Regions from separate parts of the Danio rerio genome. Here region 1 is linked to region 2. The links are chromatin contacts, called in public Hi-C maps. All regions are on one chromosome and are shown on one strand. The core of a region is the stretch at or near the end of the contact, and the rest is flanking DNA. Distances in the headings are between cores, read along the strand shown. Region 1 overlaps ldb3a (LIM domain binding 3a). Region 2 holds the start of myoz1a (myozenin 1a).

What was found. A called contact is a pair of places that touch in the nucleus more often than the background predicts.
Region 1: a contact with region 2 is called in a Hi-C map of embryo, with 2.8 times the contacts expected there. The contact joins the enhancer-like site here to the promoter of myoz1a in region 2. A contact is called at or near these places in 3 of 18 Hi-C or Micro-C datasets (caudal fin and embryo) and 1 of 4 datasets of contacts at active chromatin or transcription factors (caudal fin).

The regions. Positions count from the first base shown.
Region 1 is chr13:25,650,364-25,653,999 of GRCz12tu, forward strand. All of the region lies in intron 4 of ldb3a (LIM domain binding 3a), which reads left to right. Among named protein-coding and RNA genes, the nearest start is that of ldb3a, 36 kb to the left of the region's middle. Within about 2 kb of position 1,653, at least 5 of the 62 cell types and tissues checked have an H3K27ac peak or open chromatin away from gene starts, as enhancers often do.
Region 2 is chr13:25,409,512-25,413,058 of GRCz12tu, forward strand. myoz1a (myozenin 1a) reads left to right here and starts at 1,432. Exons shown (of 6, transcript NM_205678.1): 1 at 1,432-1,492.

The DNA of each region.
Region 1 (3,636 bases), core at 403-2,902, 240 kb after region 2:
TAGACTTTTAGCTTATGTAGTATTAATTTCAGATTGTGTTTTTTACTGTTATAATTGTTTTTAGAAAAGTTATATTTATAAAATGATCTGGTTTTGCCATGAAATAGCTAGGGAGACTGATATGGCAATAAATTCAACATTCTCCCTCTCGTTACTATAATGCTATAAACAAAATTTGAAAAGGCTAGGCAAATTGAAATTTGCAAATAGAATTTTCTCCATAATTATTGCAATTATTGCATAATGTTTGTAGGGTTAGGCAAATGGTAAATATATCATTTATGTGACATTAATAAATATAGCTTATTTTTACAAAAAGAATGCTGTACTTTCAGGTGTACTGGCCATGTAAATTGCAGGTTGTAATATCTAAAGCATTACCATTAGGCACAATCACTGTTGTGGTTATAACTCAGGCCCACCTGGTTGCTAATTTTGCTCTTTGACAGAAGAATGGCAGCGGTCATGCAGCATTCAGAAAAGACAGGTTACATCTGTTACATTGACTCCACTCCCCACTGCAGACAAGAGAGAGAGAGATCTAGTTAAGGCTTCAAGCCTCTGAATGAATGCACAAGACAAATTTGAGCTGACGCTTCAGTTTTCCCTTCAGTGGCCCTCCTTCAGGTACAATGATCGGGGTATAGGAGATGATGCGTCCACCAGAGGACTCAAAGTGAAAAGTTAGCTGTAAGAATGGATTTTAAAGCTTTATTCAGTAGTTTGAGGTCAATAAGACATGTTTCTTTTGAAAGAAAATACAAATTATGTTCAGAGAGCATAAATTAAATTGATTAAAAGTAAAGGGATTAATAATGCTGCAAAAGCTTTGTGTTTCAAATAAATGATGTTCTTTTAAACATTCATGTCTTTGACAGTTTCTAGGTAACATCTTTTTCTGTCTATTTTCTATTCTTTCTTTTTTACATAATAATGTTGCTCTGCTTCTTTAAGATATTGTTTTTTTATCATCTTTTCCCTCTTCTAACAGAATTCTACTCTGACATTCCAAGACACTTTCTTTCGGTGTCTTCATTTACAAGTCGTGTGGATAAAAGTGTCTGCCAAATTAATGATTGTAAATACAAATATTAAATATTAAAGCTACTGGAATATTCAGTAGCAAAACTATGCATTAGCCAGAAATGTCATATAATCATTTATAAAAACATTTACCATAAAAATACTGAAAGATTTTTTTCTCAACTTAAGTATTTCTTAATAAGCTAATCAGCATCTTAGAAAGATTTCTGAAGGATCGTGACACTAAAGGCTGAAGTAATAAATGTTTTGCTTTGCAAATGCGGGTATAAAAAGACATCTTTAAAGAACAGACTTCTAGATCTCATTGTTTTGAGCAGTAGTCTTTTTGCTTTATTGTTTCTCTAAAAAAAAAAAAAAAAAAAAAACTCTGCAAGCCGTCATTTTGAGACATTAAAAGCACTGTATATCACTTTCCCAGTTTGACCGTTTCAGTTCCACCTTGTAACCTCAAAGCAATGCACTTTGGCTGTACTGTAGTGGATTAGGGGAATGGATGACATTGTCCTGTACCCCTCTCCGTTTACTCTCTTCCTCATACGAGTCAAAAAGGGTCTCGGCGTGTGTCACAGCACAGAGGAAATCTCAGGCTGTGGAGTGATACAGTTACACAGTCACTATAGAGACTGGTCAGGGAGCACCTGTTGCAGCGCTCGCTATAAAAGGCTATGGAATGTCAGGGTTCAGTTTCTTAACTTCACCGATACTGCATCCCCCTCACTCCCTCCTTACACATCTTTGCAAGGAGGCTCTCACATTAAAACCCATTTTTCTTTTTCAATGATTTATTTGTTTGTCCTTTTGAAAATGATTCACTATTGTGTGAGCACAAATATGTTGTTTTTAGTCTGGCAAACACACATACACACACTCAAACTGAAGAATGGTTTTACTTCTTAAAGAGATTCTAAAATGTTCATTAAAAACATAAAGCTGTCATTGTTTTCTAATCCTCAAGTTGTTGTTTTATTGTGATAAACTATAAAAATGGTACTTTGCAAAATCTTGGCCTTCAGACATTTAATGGAAGTCTGTGAATTTGATCAACTGTTTGTGTTACCAACATTTCTCTAATTTTCTTTCTATTGTGTTCAGCTTAAGACTAAAACTTAAACTTGTATAGATTTGAAAAATGTTTAGAGTGTGTATAATTAATTTTTGGCTGAACTATCAATCTGAAATATGTGTGAACTGTGTAATTTCTGTTCTACAAGTAGAACTGACATATTTGAGTATGCCAAAAGGGGAAACTTTAACTAAATCAATGGAATCCCAGGCTTATTAAATGTAAATGCATGACTTCCTCTATATTTCTGCAAAGTGAAACACATTGTTTCTCATAACAGTTACAGTGCTCAGCATACTGTATATAAGTTCACCCCTCAAAAATCTATTTTTTAAATTCATATTTTTAATAGGAAGCTATACAATATTATATTTGTGCATTAGATTAGTCAGAAGCCAAATCTGGAGCTTATGTAACAAAATAACTTATAATAACAGTCCAAAAACTAGTACACCCAAATTAATATGTTCTAGAAAAATATTAAATTCAAATTGGAAAAAAAGGAAGAATCAAGAGAAGCAAAAAATGTTACAATTTTGTAGATTGTAATTTAATTTTTTTATTTTTTGTAATATTTAGCTTGAATTTAATTGTATTATCTTTTAATTTCTAAATATGTTTGGTGACTAAAATATTGTTATAATAAATATATCTGTTTAATAAACCTCTTTGTTTAAATGCACCAAAATACATTGCCTATATTCACTGAGAAATGAAGAAAAATATTAATTTTCAATACGTGGTGTACTCAATTATGCTGAGCATCGTATAAGTTCATAAATGAATTATCAAGATGGATATTTACATGACATACTATAGTTGGAGTATTTTGAGATCAAAACATTGTATAATAATCTCTCATCAAATTTGAGTGAAAGGGACAAAAGTTATTAGTGTTGTATTACCTTAACCGTACGTTTCACATGCAAACCACTGTGGAATATGTTTATAGGTCCTACATTGTTGCTGTTTTGCACCAATCTAGTCAGAGTCAGAGTGGATAACCTGGGGAAAATGGGAAATGTTTGTCAACTAATTATTTTACAGTTTGGCTCTCAGTACTGTCACCTTTAGAATACATCTTATAAGATTCCACACATTGAGAAGCATTCATCAGCACAATGCTTCACTGTTAAACTTAAAATGAGTTGCTAACCAATGCACTTGTTTCTTTTTCCTTTTGCCCCTTGTAGGTTATTACCCACGCTCCTGCCAAGTTAGTAACAGCCTCCTGGCATAGCATTGTAGTGCTCTGTGTGGTATACATGCATGGAATTGTTTGGAACTGCCTTTGTGGTGTCTTATCAACAATAAAGTGTGGTTAGTGAGATTTGTCTTCCTGTGCAAACAGAGCTTGCTTTAATGGTCCACTAATGCTTAATGTAAACCTATACTACAACACAGTGAAACAGAATCTGTGCTGGGTATATATAAACGTACTGCTTGGGTATATGTATTTATGAGGAACCTAGCACTGTGATGTTGTGTGTGAGTGTGTTTCAGGAGGATAGAGGTTTGCTTTGCTTAGT
Region 2 (3,547 bases), core at 182-2,681:
GATTATAATAACTGACGATATGCGGCAGTGTGTCTCTTTTTGTCTTACAACAGTGTTGTTGCACTAAATGGGACTAATCACCACATGGTGGCGCTTGCGTCCCACTGTTACTAATATAAATCTGGTTATGTGTTAGAGCAAGAGTATTTCAGTTTCTCACTCTTTATGAAACACCAAGACACTAGTTCAATTGAACCATCATGATGAAATTAACGTTATATCAGGAAAAGGAAAACACTAAACTTGGTTGGTAATTTTCTAACAAAATTATTTGGCAAAAATAATATGGCTCACAGAAAATGGGTTTTATTTAAATACATAAAAAGGAACAAAAAACAAAAAGCATACAGGAAATACACCTTTCATTAGCAGCAATTATCTGATATGCTTCTATGCATTCTTACAATGAAACAATGGTGCAGCAACTAAGCACAAATAAGAACATTAGTTTGACTTAGCTATAAATGTTCCTTGGCTGGACATTACTTTTTGCCACTGTTGTGTCCAAGTTTATAATCAAAAGCCAATGTCGCCTCTAAACATAGTGGAGTGCATGAGTCGACTACAGCTGAAACTGGCACCATTCTCATGCATATGCAGAGCACCATCCTATATTTAGGGCTGATAATGTTCAGGCACTTTTTATGGCTGCTCCAAGGCGCTTTCCCTGCTTAGATTCTATTTATGAGTAGATCCTTCCTGAATTGACAGATGGAGAGACTCTGACAATTTTTCAGTTTTATAGGGTGCAAACGATATGTGAATAATTATATAATAAGCATTGTCTCTGAGCAAAGTGGAAAAGTGCCTTGTAAAATATATTTCTTTACTGGCAAGGAAGTTGTGGTGTAATTATTTTAGTTATAAAATTAAAAATCTTACTGAACTATTATTATTTATATATGTCCAGGTTGTTACAGAAGCAGAAACACAGCTGATTTTCTCATTCACCCAATAACATATTAGAACCATGTCAGACTAATGTAACAGTGGCTTCCCCGTCCAACACTGACCCTCTAAGAGCTTAAATCATTATCATAAAAACACATTTAGCACAGCTAGGGACCCGTTATTGGTTTTAAAATGTGAAAATCCCCTGACAAGTTGAAGGAGATTAACCAAAGAACAAAAAGTGCAAATCTACCGCAACCCTTTTGCCCCGTGAAGTTATTTGATAACTATGTGCAATCAGCCGCTCTCTCTCCTTCTCTCTATATTTAGCCAATGAAGCATCTGCAAGAAAGATATTAGTCTCTTGATATTCCCATCAGCAAAGTGCTGTGCAGACCAAATGGGTCCCCCTTTACCCCTCACTCCCCCTTCTTACCCGGACTCTCCCTCCCCCCGTGAAGATCTGCCATCCAAGTCCCAACTGGATTTTGCACGCCTTAGGTTCTTGATCCAGCCACAGGTCAAAGGTACCCTGGAATTGGTAAACTTCTCAGCCACACGCCTTTTCCTATTTTCACTGTACCTTTGAGACCAGTTCTTGGTAAGTGGATTATGCTATATTTTTTCTGTCACTTCACTAACCGCACACACTGACACCGTTCAACTAACAGCTGCATGAAGGCAATGAAAACACGACCAGCAATAACTTCAGATACCCTAATAGTTTTGTAAGCCCAGACGATACCGTTTGCACTGATTGGAGAAATCAAGGTTGAATGATACCTGAGGTGGCTTTTTGCTTCTAGAATGTGGGAATATGCTAAACACTCCCACCCTGCCTGGTATATGATTTTATGTGGAATGCAGAGCCTGTACTGTCCAGCTGGGGGAACTTAAGACTGGTGGACCCCAGCTTGTGATTATTTTACAGGGTGGGCCATTGCACCCCCTTCGTCACACCACAACATCATCAATCTGTGGTGTCATATCAGTTTGAGGGAGATTTCCGATTTCTTCAAAGCATTAAACCACAGTGAATGTGTTTATGCTTGTATGTTTGTGACCAATCCTGAGTATCTGACAATAAAACAGACACCACGACTCGTCACTAAAAGGTCTTGCTTTAAAAATAGCCATACTGTATTGAGTTACAGTCAAGTCGTTGCAATGTTTGCCATTAACAGAGTCTTATACTAGCAGAATAATCTATATGCAGGCATATATGTGCAGGAAAGTTGGTGGAAAAAATAAATAAAATCTTCTGCTGTACCATGATTTGGACCTTCAAATGCAGATTTTAATCTGATTTGTTTGCGTAATTAGTTTAAAATGTATGTGTTGAATACTTGAGAACATATCATTGAATTAGAATAATGTAAACACTTTGTGTGTGTATTATTTTCTTCAAATTCAGCAGACCGGAGTCAGTTATGCTTACACCATATCTTAAGACATTGTCCAGATGCTTAACTATATAAGACCTTTCACTTGTTTTTTTTTTTTTTTTTAAATATTCTTGTGTGTAGGGCTAATTTTTCATCTGTCTCATCCCAAGCCTCTGTTGCTAATTTCATAATGTCATGCTTAGCTATTAATGTAGACTTGAGCAATTAATAACCGTTATTAATGCAGTTATTAAAATATAGAGAGAGACAGTGAGAGATTGACTGAGCTTGTGTGAATTACATATGCATCTGTGTGTGTCTCTACTAATAGTGAAACCACACTAGAGAGAAAAGTTATGTAGCTTTTAGCTATATAACTATTTTATTGATACAATTGTACATTTAATAAATAAAGGTTCTTAATATCACTGATGTTTCCATTAAGAACTTTTAACATCTGAAAAGCCTTTCCGTAATCACTTCCACAAAATATTTTTTATAAGGTTCGCAAGGTTCTGTAGATTTGCAAAATATTCTTCAGACTTACAAACATAACTTTTTTTAAAAGAGTTCTCTAAAAGTTTGTTTGGGCAACAAAAATAGTTTTTCTATGCATTATTCTGAAAACCCTTGTTTGGAGCCCTTGTTTTTAAGAGTGTGTATGAAAGAGATCTTTCTATGCATTATAAAACATACTTTAGAGACGAAAACCTGTTATTTTTATTTTATAGTTTAATATATTGATTTGTTTGCTCAATGAGGACGTTTACATGGACACAAATAAAACAATTTTAATACGATTAAGAAAATACTCTGAATAAGAGTCTACCATGTATACAGAAGTGTTTGATTAATTTAATATGTTTAGGGTCATAATCAAACTAAACAGAAATGGAATTATTGAAGTATTTTTATTTGTCACAGGGGGGCATAATTGAAATGTTCCTGAATGAAAGTGAAAGTGCCAAACTGCAGTTAAATTTGACAAATTAAAAATGAAACACCCTGAAATTTCATGAAACTCTGGAGGAAACGTAGATAGCGTGGTAACAATGACGTTTATCGATCTATGTGCTATAACATGTAAAACGGGATCATGAATGGAACATTCAAAAATCAACTCATGTAAACACCTTAATCATATTATTGTCTTAATCAGATTAAGGCAAATAATTCGATTACTGATGTCCTCGTAAACGTGGTCGTTGTCTGTGTAGAATTATCTGAAATTATTTAATATCGAATTGTAGAAATGCTAAGTCTGCCAGGAG